Linked DNA regions of Mus musculus: region 2 is linked to region 1. The links are chromatin contacts, called in public HiChIP or PLAC-seq maps. All regions are on one chromosome and are shown on one strand. Each heading gives the region's core, a stretch centred on a gene start, on an enhancer-like site or on the middle of the called end of the contact. The rest is flanking DNA. Distances are from core to core; before and after follow the strand shown. Region 1 holds the start of Fbln2 (fibulin 2). Region 2 has its middle 65 kb from the start of Fbln2.

Region 1 (7,109 bases), core at 2,140-4,639:
GTGAACTATCATCTAGAAGACTGAAGGAGGGAGGGGGAGCCTCAGGGGCTCCAGGTGGCCTTTTTCCTGCAGACTCTCCTCTCTTTAGGAACAGACAAAGCTGGGAAGGCCTTTTGCCCACCATTGCTTATACGTATCAGGTGGCCTGGGGATTACTAAGAATTCAGATGTTCTACTCCACCCACTGGAAAACTGGATTTAGGTAGAATAGACATTTATATTTCAGATAAAGATGCAAAGTTCTGAAGTATTCAGCCCATTGTCAGACACGTCTGGGGTAGTGCTACCAAGCATCTTGGTGGGACAGCAGGATTGAGGAGCGTCAGATCTCACTCCCCGTGGGTGGACTGGCCTTTAAAAGTCTCTGGCCATCATCTTTGAAAGTTATTTTCATTCAGTTTCTGCTGCTGTATGAAGAAAAGAGTCTTCTGTAGCTCAGAGCCTAGGAGAGCTGAGATTACAGGGCCAGCATCCTGGGGAGGGCCCCTGGGCTGCACCACATCATGGCTGAAACTCTGTGAGAGGGACAGATCACATGTCCAGACGGGAAGTCAGAGGGGGTGGGGGGCAGGCAGGCTGGGTCTTTACAACAAAGTCTCAGTGAGCAGGGCCTGAGAAAGACTCATTAATCCCATCTGAGGGTGGAGCCCCCACAACCTAACCATGCTCCACCAGGCCCACTTCCTGGAGATTCTATTGCCCAGCAACCGTTTACCCTCTAGATCACCCCCTCCCCAGCAACCTCAGGGACATTCAGGGCTCAGGAGCCTGAGGGCTTTCAAAGGGTATTCAAGCCACAGTGCCTTTTCTGGGTTGGGGAGACAGCAGAGTCTCCACTGGAAAGCTCTGGTGGCTCTGGTGTCTACTGTCTTCTTCCCTGCAGCTGGGGAGCCAGCGGACTGGAGCTCCTGCACTGTGGCTGCAAAGTTAAAGGGAGGGCAGGAGACACAAAGAGGCAGAGTGGGAGGGAGGATCAAAGAGCCTATTGGAGGTTGGGAGCCACATCAGTCCCCAGAGGCAGGAGGATAGCTCTCAAAGGGAGTCCTGGCTCCACAATACTAGTATGACAGCAAGATTTGGTCCCAATAGTTGCTCTTTTTTCTCTCCAAGTTTGAGTCCCAGGGACATTTATGACACCTCTTCTCCCACAGATGATGCAGGGTGAAGGTTTGTGGTGTATAAAGTGACAACAAACATGAAAGTAAGGGCTTAGTGTGTCCAGTTGCCACTTCCAGCATTGCCTGCACAACTCCAGTATCTCCATGGGGACACTGAAGCTGAGGCTGAAGGTCATTCAGGAAGGCTGCCCAGCCTCAGAGCTGGCCTTCCCAAGCCCTTGGGTGGTGTCTTGTGCTATTTACAGAGTGGTCATATACCAGGTATAGCTGCAGTCCCTTTCCCTAAAAACTGTGAGCCAGTCCAGTTGGCCAGGTGGTATAGGTGAGCCCTCCGCCTGCTGGCTCTGGCGCCTCAGTGCCCAGGGAGGCTGTGAGATCAGCACTGGTGTGAGTAACACCTCTGCCCCCTGTGGCACTTTGTCTGGACCTTGTCAGCCTATAACTTCCTCCAACTCTATGTCAGCCAAGCCCCAGCCCCAAATTCCTGGTGGGTGATGCATACCCTGTCTTGATAAGAGTCCTGGCAGGCTCTAGGCGAGCCATGACTCTGGCTCAAATGTCGGAGGTGGGAAACAGCCTCTGTGTTATCTGGTGGAAAGACAACCAGGCCCAGGCTCCTTGTCTGCAGCCTGAGCCTGAATGTTGGCTGCTTGCCTCCCTTCTCTCCCTCAGCCGGGACTTGTAGTGGGGAAAGGGTCCATGCTTGCTGCAGCTATGCTCTTGGCCATAGAGAGAAGGGTTTCATCTGCTCTTTATTCTCATATACTATTTACTGAACACACCCCTCTGGAACTTTGGGATTTCAGCTCAACCCCTGATGTAGGCTTTGACACCTATTGTTTAGTTTGCCCCTGAGGAAGTAAGCCAAAACTCAGAGGGAAGGGACTTGCCCAAGGTGACTGGCCCAAGGACACACAGCTGCATGGGAAAGAAGTCTTAGCTGCTAAGTAATTCTACAAACGATCATTTATAAACCAATCTCAAAAAGGTAGCCAGGGAGAGAATGCAGCCAAGTGGCAGGATAGAAGGGCTCTGATGTGGTCTCAGAAAGGGGATATTTTATCTCAAAACAAGGATGCACCAGCCCTAGGCTCCTGGGGGAGAGGTGTTCGGGTAGAGGTTAACAGCATACACAAAGGCCCTGAGAGAGGCGTTTGTGGAAAGAGCCCACAGAGGCAGGCTGGGTCAGACTTTTCCATTCAGCTCTGCTCTCCACAACCCATCCTGGTTCCTCTACAATTCCCTGGCTCTTTCTAGGTGCAGCTATGTAACCCTGGGCAGATAGCTTCCTTCTCTGTCTTTTTGTTTGCTCTTGGCTGCCTCACACCTGTTCTGGGCCATGGGGTCTTACTCTTGGGCCACAGCTGCTCCTAGGATGACGGGCAGTGGCTATAGGGGCATCCATCTCTGGCAGGTATGGGAGGTGATTAGCAGTCCTGGATCTCAGACAGTGAAGCTCACTGTTGACTTTCTACCATGCACAGGCCCTGGGCCTGCTGAGAGTGGACAGTGGTGACCAGACACCTCTGTCATTTGGGGGGCAGGGAGCCAAGGGCCCAGTAATGATATGTTTTGAGTTTATATCTTACAGAGTGTTGACTGCCTCTTGGGCACTGTGCTGTGGATGACAGTGTTCTCCACAGCTCCCTACCCACAGAGGTCAAGAGGATTGGCTAAGCCACACCATAGTACAGGCAACTGAATCAGGATAAAAAAAGAAGAAGAAGGAGGAGGAGGAGGAGGAGGAGGAGGAGGAGGAGGAGGAGGAGGAGGAGGAGAAGAAGAAGAAGAAGAAGAAGAAGAAGAAGAAGAAGAAGAAGGAGGAGGAGGAGGAGGAGGAGGAGGAGGAGGAGGAGGAGGAGGAGGAGGAGAAAGAAAGAAAGAAAGAAAGAAAGAAAGAAAGAAAGAAAGAAAGAAAGAAAGAAAGAAAGAAAGAAAGGAAAAAAAGAAAAAGGGCAGGGTGATCTAGACAGTGGAGAACTAAGATGGGAGCATGCCCATGCCTAGTTTCTGCAGACCTGTCCCTGGGCAGCTTTGAGCCTGGGTACCTCTGGCTATCACAGGGTGCTGGGTCCAGGAGGAGAAGCTAAAGGGTGGCGCAGTACTGAGACATCTGAGTCTCAATATAGCCAAAGCATGGTGAGAGGGAGTGGAAAGAGGGACTCAGAGACCCGGACAGGAGAGCGCCGGCTCCTGGGCTCCTATTTGGGCTTGTTGAGCACTGGGTTGGGCGAAGTCTTAGCAAAATCGAGGCCCCGCCCTGAGGCGGGACCTGTGGGGCGGGGTCTCAAGGCCTGGCTAGTCCCGCTCTTCTCCAACCCCGAGCCGCGCGCCACCCGGACTCTGGATTCACCGACGGCGGGTGCGCGGACAGACTGACGGCGGCGCAGCTCAACACAGAGCACCGGGTAAGTACAGAGCCTTCGATCTCCACCCCGCGCTTCCTCTAGGTCAGTCACGTTCTCTTGATCGCTGGCTCGTCTCTCTGGCTCTCCAGACACCAGACTAGTCCTTCAGGGTCTCCCAGGGTCACTCCCCCAGCTGCCCCCCATCCCCGGCGGGAAAGATTGGGCCTCTCGGTCTGGTACCACCCCACCCTCAGTCACAAACTGCCACACATGCACTCACACTAGCAGAAGTTACTGCAAGCTCTGCAGAGGCACAGGCCACCCCAACACCCAGCCCAGAATCTCTCGTGCAGGGGCTGTGCACGTTCACTTCTCCCACATCCCTCTGCACGTGAGTGCTTTCACACACACTTGCATGTTTTAGGCATCCTTCAGACATGCATATGTGTCCGTGTTAGGCACGTGTGCGTTCGACATCCATAGAAAGTTTGGTTCAGTGCCGGTTGGTTCAATGCTTCGCTTATCTCCATCCGCTATTCCACACACATCTCCCACACGGGCCTGTGTTGGACACAGAGGGCCCCACACTCAGGTTCACAGACAGAGTCATGGTCCCTAGCATCTGCGGTTCCCCTGCTGAGTGGGAGCCTCAGCCTAGAGAGAAGGAGGTGGCTGCTGGTGTTAGTCTTGGCTCACTCTTGGAGTGGCCTAGGGGGCCCAGGAGGGGCTAAGTCTTCAGGGGTGGGCTTGGCTCCTCACCACCTCTTGTTTCCCCGCCCCCCCTCTCCTAGGCAAGAGTCCATCCTTTCTTCCTCAGCCAGCCTGAGATCGTGCCCATCTGCTTCACGGTGATGGCCACTTGGACCAGTCCGAAGTTGGTCTGAGCCAGCAGGTGTTCTATGACTGGCCAGAGAGACAAAAAGGAATTTGTGGTGTGTGGGTCCTTGTTGCTCAGAGGATGCTGAACCTGACCCTCTCCAGGAGAGCTTGGGTGACGTGGGTGGGTGGCAGCAGAGGGCTCCCTGGGCTTGGCATTGAGTGGAGCTAATACATATTTGTGATGGAATGATCGGAGCTCTCGCCTCACCTTCCAGAGGTGCCAAGTATGTGTGTGTGTGTGTGTGTGTGTGCAGGACCCCCAAGAGGAAAGGCAGGATGGGAGATGTTGCCAAGGGTGGGTACCTCTTGTCTTCCCGCCCACCCCTTCATGTAGTATGTAGAAAGCATCTGACTGGAGGTGCAGACCCGCCAGCCCCGGCTGTGACTAGCTCTGCATGTTTTGCTTGGCTCTCAGTATGCTATTATTGTTTTTAAAAATTTAATTAGCTGCCAGCATTTACTAACTGGCAGCTTTCACAGAAAAGTCCGGATTTCCGTCTTTTCTTGAAAAAAAAAAAAAAAAAAAAGCAAGCTCTGGTGGTTAGGATTCATATGCTTTTGTGGAGTGCTTCAACCAGTGCTGCTGGCTGCCTTCCCTTAGGGATGGGCCAGGGGCACCTTTGGTTGCAGTCTCTACCAGATCTTTCTTCTGGGCTCCTGTCTGGCCTTTGGAGACCTGTTCTGGTTGTAGCCTTTTAAATCCATTGCTATCTCAAGGGTGAGCCCAGGCTAGGCTCTGCCATGCCTTAAGTAAGCCTCCTACCATTCAGGATGTTGGTCACCACAAAGGTGGGAGTGTCCAGGATCAGGTTTACAGGGGATTCTAATGATAGTATAGACATTTTGTGCTGGTCTGTGGGGGTGATGGCCTGGTGTCCCCATAGGAGGAAGGTCAGAGCTCCTGGTGGACCTGAGATAGACCTCGCATAGAATTTTCCTTCTTGTTATTCTGAGAGCTCCTCTGTAAAGTCACACTGGTTCTCCTGACTGGAAAAGGGAGGCTCAGAAAGAATTCAACAAGCAAAGGAACATTTTCATACCCTGGAACAAAGCTCTCTGTTCTTCCAGGCTCTCTGTCCTTCCAGCATTGAATCCCGAGAAAGGGAGACCTGGATGTCAGTGACTCTGGAGTTTCCTGAGTCTCGTCCATAGAGGACACACAGTAGGTGCTCAATAAATGCTCCTGGCATGACTAAGGCAAAGAGATTGCTCCTTGGGATCATGGTAGAGCAGAACCTGGGGCTCAGGCGTAAGATTACACACAGCCTGGCCCTTTGATGTCTGATGGGAGTGACAGCCCTCTTTGCTGTGACTCCTGTGGCCCTCAAGTGGAGATCACAAAGTCGGGGTAAATCTATGGCATCACTCAGGCGTGACCTCTTGGACATCTTCTGGCCTTGTGCCTTAAATTTGGAAGCTAGGCTGTGAATAATTGTTTTTTTCTTATTTCCCTAGCTGGCCTTGGCAAAGGAGATGCCACACAGAGAGGGACTCAGGATACCACACAAGCCAAGTTCATGTTCCTGCAGGCAGCTGCTTGATGGGTGGTTCAGGGTCTGGTGGCCACTGTGTTATTCTAAGCTGAAATTTCTGTGATCTTCTACACTCATCTTCCGCATGTGGCGGATCGTAGGTATGCTAAGCACCCCTGTGACATGTGGCTGCCTGTCTACAGCTCAGGGGACATGAGGAGGGTGCAGCCACACTGGCTTCTCCTTGGTGCTTCTTGGAGATTTTTTGCTAGGGAGGTAGTCTAGAGGTGAGGCCCTGCTCTACTCCCAACCCCATTTCCTGGACCTCAGTCTTTTCTTCTGCACAGTAGAGACTTCTGGCACTTTCCAGTGCTCATGAGCTTACAGTGAGGAGGCAGAGATGGGGATGACTGTCTAGCATTTTGTTCTGGCCGGGTACAGATGCTCATGGGAGCTGGGGGTGGGTGAAGCAGATGCTGTGCATGTTGTTATGCAGCTGATTTTCTAACTGGAGGAGGCAGGATGGGGTGGGGTGGAGTGGGATCCAGATGGGAACATATTGTGGAAAGAGGTATATGGCCAGGAGTGTGTGTGTGTGTGTGTGTGTGTGTGTGTGTGTGTGTGTGTGTGTGTATGTGTATGTGTTTGGTTGTTTTGAAATGGAGTCTTGCTATGCAGAGGGCTGGTCTAGACCTTATCCTGGTAGCCTAGGCTTAGGGATGAGGTTAAGGGTCTCTTTGAGGAGGGATTTCTAAACTGAGATATGAATGACAATGACAATGACAGCAAGTTCAAGGAGCCTAGGATGAGATTCTCCTTGGTGCTTGTGTGTGAGCAAAAGGGGTGGTGGTGGAGCTTTTGTGGGAAGGGGACAGTAGGGACAGAGAAGGTGCAGGGTATACAGCAGGGAGTCTGAAATTTCCTGGAAGTTTTTAGTTTGCTTTATCTTGCTTCTTCAGACAGGATCCTGCTATGTAGCTCTGGCTGGCCTCAACTCATTATGTCAACCAGATTGACCTCTGACCCCTAGAGATCTCCCTTCCTCTGCCTCCTTAGTGTCCCAAATTAAAGGAGAGTCCCTAGAAGGTTTGAACCAGGAATCCCCAAGATACAGGTTCATGTAAAGATGTTCTGGACATGTGCAGGTTCAGGAGGTTTCATGGCTCTGCAGAATGGTACCATGTGACCACTGAGCCCTCTTTAGAGACAGGCCTGGGGTCGGGGTAGGCCCCATCTTGAGAAAATACATGCGAATGGGGAGCTAGGCCTGGAAGGGGTCACTAAGCTTCCTG
Region 2 (7,109 bases), core at 2,389-4,888, 65 kb after region 1:
CTCCAGTTCCAGGGGCTCTGACACCCTCTTGTGGCCCCTGTGGGCATCAGACACACACATGGTGCACACGCACACATGCAGGAAAAGCACATACACACGCGAAAAATAATAAATAAATCTTAAGGAAACAAAACAACACAGGCACATGCCAAGCAAACCCTGCTGTCACAGCTCTCATGGGGGTCATCATCAGTGGCCTTTTCTCTTTCCTCCCTTCTCCTCACTGTCCCCCCTTCCCAAGAGTGTAGCAGAAGTTGCTTCCTTGCCGCTGGTCTACCCGTCACCCCTCATTTCTCTGGCCTTGAGATTCCCAGAGCTAGCAGTTCTGTTGTGACAGCCATCTGCAGGGCTAGATGGAGCTCCATTGAGAAACACATCAGAGGTCATAGCAGCTGCCCCTGTTCCCCCACAGCCTGGGCTATCTTGCCAGAGCATGGTTACTCCCCTTGCATCTTCTGCATTAGGCTCCCAGGATTCCTTAGTAGCTCTGTCTTGGCTGCCTGCATCCAGCAGTATTTCCCACGTGGAACATGAACTCTAGGAGTACTTGGCTGCAAGCTGGTCAGCAATTGGTCTCAAGTCTTGCTTCCAGGCAGTCTCGGTGACTCCCATTCCACAGTTCCAGTTGCTGAAGCATTCCCCATCTTACTGGCCATCCCTCTCTCCCCCACAACATTCCAGGAGAAGCAAGAGTTTCGGCCTTCATAGTGGTTCAGGCTCTCTAGCCACCACTGAATTCCTCCCCTGACTTCCACCCACCAGGTGTGACTGAGTCTCCCTGGTCCAGAAGATTTTGCCCTTCATGCAGGTTGTCTGAGGAGAGTCTTGTCCAGCCCTGGTCATATCCTCATGGACATGTGGCTTTGGGTTGACAGGATTTCTCTCAGTCATATCTTTATGAAACTGTGTGACCATGGCTTTAGGGAACTCACGTCAGACTTCTCATGGTCATCATAAGGCCTCTAGCTTGAAAAGAACACACACACACACACACACACACACACACACACACATTTAAAAATTTTAAACAGAAGTGGGATTGAATCTAGGGTCCTGCATATGCAAGACAAGTATTCCACCATTAAGTTATTTCCTTTTTTCTCTTTAACCTCAGGTTAGGCCTCTCTAAGTTGCCTAGATGGGCTTTGAATTTGACATCCTTCTGTCTCAGACTCCTGAGTAGCTAGGATTAGATGCTTGTATTACCAGTCCTGATTTAAAAATAATTTTTGATTAACATGTAATATCTGTCATATACATGAGTTATTCTTTTCAGTGCTGGGAATGGAGAAGCACTGTAGGTGCTGGCCAGCCCTCCACCTCTGACCTCCATCTGCAGACAAGAGAGTGTGTCCATTGCATTGTGTACTTGTTACTTTTCTATTGCTGTGATGAAACATGAGAAAGGCAAGTTGTAAGAGGAAGGTTTCTTTGGAATTACAGTTCCAGAGAGACGCAGTTCATCATGGCAGGAGGTATGGCAGCAAAGCAAGCAGAGTGGCTTGAGCAGCAGCAGGCCTGGAGCTCACATTTTGAACTGTGAGCAGAAAACAGAGAGAGGGAACCAGAAAGTTTTAAGCTCCCAGTGACACTGCCTCCAGCAAGGCCACACCTCCTAAGCCTGCCCGAGCAGCGCCACCAATTGGGAACCAGGTGTTCAAATACTGAGAGGGGGTAGGGGGATGGGGGGGGGGAACACTCACTCAAACTACCCTAGGAGTAACCCGCACAGGGTTGTTACAGTATATACAACCTTAGGTTTCCATTGTTTCTCTAAACTGACTACATTCTAACTCTTCTGGCTACTTTGAGACACTAAATTAGTTACACCCCACTCCCAGGTGCTGTGCTGTGGCACACTGGAATATTTCCCCCTCAACCACACTGCATCCCTCACTGATTGCTCTTTCTCTGCCCTCCCCAGAGCTTGCTCTCAGCTTCAGTGAGATCAACTTTCCTTCCTTCTTTTTTTCCCTTCCTTCCTTCCTTCCTTCCTTCCTTCCTTCCTTCCTTCCTTTCTTTCTTTCTTTCTTCCTTCCTTTCTTTCCTCCCTTCCTCCCCCTCTCCCTCCCTCCCTCCCTCCCTCCCTCCCCTTTTCTTTCTAAAGATTTATTTATTTTATATATGTGGGTACACTGTCGGTGTCTTCAGACACACCAGAAGAGGGCATTAGATCCCATTATAGATGGTTGTGAGCCACCATGTGGTTGTGGGGAATTGAACTCAGGACCTCTGGAAGAGCAGTCAGTGCTCTTAACCTCTGAGCCATCTCTCCAGCCCAAGATCAACTTTCAAGGACTCCATTTATGTGACAGAGCACACACTGCTTGTCTTCCCATGCCAGACTTGGCTGCCCTCTATACTTGGAGTAAAGTGGAACTGTTTGGGTCCCCTCTGCGTTGGAGAGCAGCTGGACTCCCATTGGTTCACTTGTCTCAGAGAACACTGTACTGTGCTGCCCAGTTCATCCCCTCTGCGCTGATTTAGAAATGTCCCCTGTTGGATTGTGATCCCTTTGCCCTTCTCTCTCACACCTGTGGGTTTGTCCGCTCTGAGGGTGACAGTCACTGTACTCCTGGCAGCTCCCCCCCCCCCCCCCCCGCCAGGGAAGAGGGTCCAAGGGCAGGAACAGTTCTCCCTCAGTGGAAGCAGTCGGAGGCTAGGGGCTTGGCTCACACTGGCTCAACCCACCAGAGGATTTTGAGTTACATTTTCATTACTTCCTGTTTTGTTTTGTTTTCTACTCCATGGACCCAACTCCTTGAGAGCAGAACTAGTCCCTAACTCCACTGGGAATGGTGGTTGGGTGATGCACACAATGCACAGTACTTGGGAGATGAGGGCAGAAGGAGTAGGATCAAAGTCATTGTCAGCTAGAGTGGGCTCAAGGCTAGCTTGGCTCTCTTATGCTCAGGAACATTGATGGAAACCACATGCCTGTTTCAGACCATCACAGACCCCTCCCAGGGACCACAGCCTATCCTGCATGTTCTTGGTTGAATCTCAGCAGCTTTGAGGACTGGGAATGAATCATAGGATTTGGGTTTTCCAGGGGTCGTCCTCAGGATCGGCCTGGAGCTGTGGGGTCCTGGGCAGCATGACCATGGGCATGGGCTTGTGTGAGGCTTCTTCTGTAGAGGACACATGTGTAGGAGTGCATGCTGTCTGCAGGTGTCTAGGCTCTAACCTGTCCTGGCATAGGGCTTCCCTGCAAAAAGTGGTACCCAGCAGCTTGCATATGTGTTTCCCAAAATGGCAGGCTGAGGGGCACAGAGCTAACTTGCTGTTGGCCTGTGGTGGGCAGGGTGTGTGGGGTGTTCTACCTAAGCCACTTGGATGTGCTATTAACCGGGGTTCTTCCTGCAACAGAGGTAGCAGGTGGCCCCTGGGTTCTTGACGTTTCATTTAGAGAAGTTTGGAGCAACATGTAAATAGTGAGAAAATGTACATATGTTTCTAGGCCTTGAACTTCTCTGGAAGCCCCAGGCCTCTTCTGAGATCCCTAAGTCAAGCTGTTCTCTTGAGAGTTTCTGAAGGTCACATGGTTTCTGCAGGGTAGCCCGGAGCCATTACAAAGCTCTTTGTGCACAAACAGAACTGTCCTGATGTGGGCAGGGCAGTCCCTCCTCTGGGGGCGGTGAGTTGGGCTCACAGGAGGTCTGGGGGCCTGAAATTGAGTCTGCTGATTCTTCAATCCTGCAGAGTTCTGGTGTACGGGCGAGCAAGGGCGCCCTCTTGTGGCTGCATCCCAACTCCAATGATTAAGAGCCAAGATGGATTTGGGCAGGTAGGTTTAGGGGAAAGGTGTTTTCAGTGGTGTGGGAGGTTTTGAAACGTCACATTGTGACCCAGAGGGGCTTGGGAACCGGTTTAGTGTGAGCTGGGGACAGAAGTCTGTGGGGGACAGTTGGAGGTTAAATGAGATGGTTCTTGAGGGAACCCACAGTGCTGACTTGGAGCAAACAAACAGTCCATACTTAAACCATATGTCTGGACCCATAGTCACCTTAAGGCCAACTTCTCTGCTCCGCCTAGGACTAACGGATATCTACATGTGAGAGTCTTCCTGGTATACAACCACTTGTGAGGGCACAGGGGTTTCCTGGTCCGTGAGCAACATTCTCCACCAAGAAAATTGAGGAGATGCAGATTCACCAGGGCCTCCCAGCAGCCCCGTGCTTCAAGTTCTGTGCTAGGGGCTCAACCTATTTCCCAGAGATGGGCAGAGAGGGTCCTGGCTTACCAAGGGTCATATAAAGATTAAAATTCTATGAGGGTGGCCAAAGCCAGGAGAATAAGGAAGGCCACAGACTGGCAGAAAATAATTGCAAATGACATAGCTGATAAAGGACTATTGTCCAAGGCATACAAAGGACTCTTAAAATGTAACAATAGAAAATGACACAATTACAAGGCAGGCAAAAAGCTGAGCAGACACCTCAGCAAGCATGCCTGCAGATGGCTGATATGCATGTGAAAAGATATCCTGTTTCTGTCATCAGGGAATTGCCAGCGAGACCCAGCTGCTGCAGTCCTCTCACTGAGATCTCCCCTTCCCTTCCAGTTCTCCTTCATCAACAGCCACCCAAGAACATTAAAGAGAAAGTTCCAGAAACAAATAATCCAGGGATTGGTGCAATGGCTCAGTGAGTAAAGGTACTAGGTAGAAGGAAAGAACTGTGTGGGTTAACCTCCGACCCACACAGGTGGCACACATTTACCCACAGCGTGCATGCACACACAGGAATGATAAGATGTTGAGATGGCTCAGTAGGTAAGAGCGCTTGCTGCACTTGAAAAGGCCTTTCAGGTGGAGAGAATCTGGAGGTGCTCCCATCATTTGAAGAGGAGCTTAGAGTGCCCCCTTACAAGTGAAGATGGTTCAGTTCCCAGTGCCCACATAGTAGCTCACAACTCTGGTTCCAGGGGGTTTTCTGGCTTCCACAGGCACCAGGCACACATGTGGTGAACAGACATACGTGTAAGCAAAACACTCATACCCATAAAATGAAAATTAATTTAAGAAAATAAAAAATTTAAAAGAGGTAATTCCTAGTTTTCTGGCTCTGACCTCTTCCAAATAGAGTGACATAATGCCATTCTTCCACACTCAGTCATGTTTGGAGTATCAGTTGCCATGACAGCCAAGCAGGTATCATTTGACGTTTTGGTTGTGGAATCTACAGTCTCATTCCAGTCCTGGCATTCAAATGGTTGTGTTTGTTGTTCACTCTCTAATTGTTTTAAGATAGTCTTCTGTGGCTCAGGCTGACCTTGAACTCACTGGGTAGCTGAGACTCCTGCCTCCACTTCTGAAGCACTAGGGTTATAGGCACGGCCACCATACTCAGCAAAGTGGCCTTTGCTTTTCTTAGATAGCTCCAGAGGGCAAGGGTAGTGATGCTGGGAACCCAGATGGGCTGAAGAGAAGCCAGGAGTGCACCCCTCAGTGTGAAGAGGGGTTGGAAGTACTCCCCTGTGGTGCTTTAATGGGAAATGCACCTATAGGCTCAAATATTTAAACACTTGGTCCCTAGCTGGTGACTCTGTTTGGCGGAGGTATCTATGTGTGGTCTAGTGGGAGTAACTATGGGAGGATCTACACTGAGGGGGGAGGATCTACACGGAGGGGGGAGTAGCTACACTGAGGGGGAGGATCTACACTGAGGGGGGAGGAGCTACACTGAGGGGGGAGGAGCTACACTGAGGGGGAGGCTTGAGAGCACTCAGCCTCTCCCAGCTTGAAAGCACTCCTCCTTTCTCTGTTTCTACACTCTCTCTGCTTTGTGTTTGTGCTTGAAAATAAGATCGCTCAGCTTCCTGCTCTGTCGCCCAGTCTGTTGAGTGCTGCCATACTTACCCTAAGGGACTCTCATCACTCTGAAACCATAAACCGTAATCCTTCTTCCTTCCATGACCATGCCTTCCTTGGTCATGGTATTTTATCACAGCAACAGAAACGTGACTGATAGAACTCTTCATGGGAAGGGGATCTGGGAGTGCTCTCCTCAAGGGAAGAGGAGCCAAATGTGCTCCCTTCAGACAAAGAGAATCCATAAGTGCTCCAGTCATATGAAGAACTGTGAGTGCTCCCTCATGTAAGGAAGAAGTGAAGCGAAGAGCTTTCTCTGAGTGACAGGGAGTAGGGTAGGGAGGAGAGGGGAGAGAGCAGGCACATTACTTTTGCTACAGCGCCCCAGAGCATTTGCTCCATGGTATTGCTACTGCCCTGTACTATTTCTGTCACAATATCTTACCATGCTCCATTTATAAAATGAATGATCATGCCAGGCAGTAGTGGCACACGCCTTTAATCCCAGCACTTGGGAGGCAGAGGCAGGCAGATTTCTGATTTTTTGATTTTTTTGTAGACCAGCCTGGTCTACAGAGTGAATTCCAGGACAGCCAGGGCTATACAGAGAAACCCTGTCTTGGAAAAAAAAAAAAGATAGGCAAGCATATAAAACAAAAACACAAGATCCATAGGACTAAGGGCCACCCACAATTTTAGGTGCCTAGTGGGGATCTTGGAGTGTGTCCCAGGGTAATGGGGGACACACCCACTTTGATCTTTATTGAGGTCCAAGTGAATTCACCAAGGAGAGACTGTCACGTCCCTAAGGAGTATGACCATACAGGTTGTTGAAGAGTTCAAAGAACGGTTGGGGTTAAGACAACTAGGGATGAGGTAAAGGGGATAGAGAAGGAGGGAGAAGGCAGAGATCCCAGGTAGAGGCAGAACCTGTGGCCTTCATCCCAGGGTACCACTGAGTCTCCAGGGCCAACGGTCTTAGACACCCTACATTTGTCACTACTCAGGATATCACAGGGCAACCCAGTGCCTGAGAGCTGTAACATAAGTCACTACAGGAGCTGAGCGGCCCAGTACCTCAGACCCACCCAGGAGCTGTGCCACTAGAAGGTAGCTAGCTGCTTGCTGCCCCAGTTAGCTGTGACACCCAGGTAGCTGCCTAGTGTTACAATAGCAGCCCAGTGCCAGGGCCACTGGGGGTTAAAGCCCAGGGTGATGAACCTCCAGCATGAACACCCACAGCTCTGAGCTTCTAGCTCCTAAGTCTAAGAAGCAACAGGGTCCTGGATTCCAGGGC

What was found. HiChIP or PLAC-seq counts read pairs in DNA pulled down with a chosen protein or histone mark.
Region 2: an H3K27ac HiChIP or PLAC-seq map of VIP interneurons shows a contact between it and region 1, with 2.1 times the contacts expected there. The contact joins the enhancer-like site here to the promoter of Fbln2 in region 1. A contact is called at or near these places in 12 of 39 promoter capture datasets (the 3T3-L1 cell line, 3T3-L1-derived adipocytes, the C10 cell line and 7 more), 14 of 484 Hi-C or Micro-C datasets (the AML12 cell line, the C2C12 cell line, the N1E-115 cell line and 9 more), 11 of 115 datasets of contacts at active chromatin or transcription factors (the NIH/3T3 cell line, T-cell acute lymphoblastic leukemia, VIP interneurons and 7 more) and 3 of 9 other capture datasets (adipose tissue, embryonic stem cells and liver).

What each region holds. Positions count from the first base shown.
Region 1 is chr6:91,209,375-91,216,483 of GRCm38.p6, forward strand. It overlaps Fbln2 (fibulin 2), which reads left to right and starts at 3,390. Exons shown (of 18, transcript NM_007992.2): 1 at 3,390-3,526.
Region 2 is chr6:91,274,038-91,281,146 of GRCm38.p6, forward strand. No RefSeq gene overlaps it. Among named protein-coding and RNA genes, the nearest start is that of Fbln2, 65 kb to the left of the region's middle. Within about 2 kb of position 3,639, at least 19 of the 459 cell types and tissues checked have an H3K27ac peak or open chromatin away from gene starts, as enhancers often do. A contact at or near this core is called in VIP interneurons and cortical glia, where this site is marked.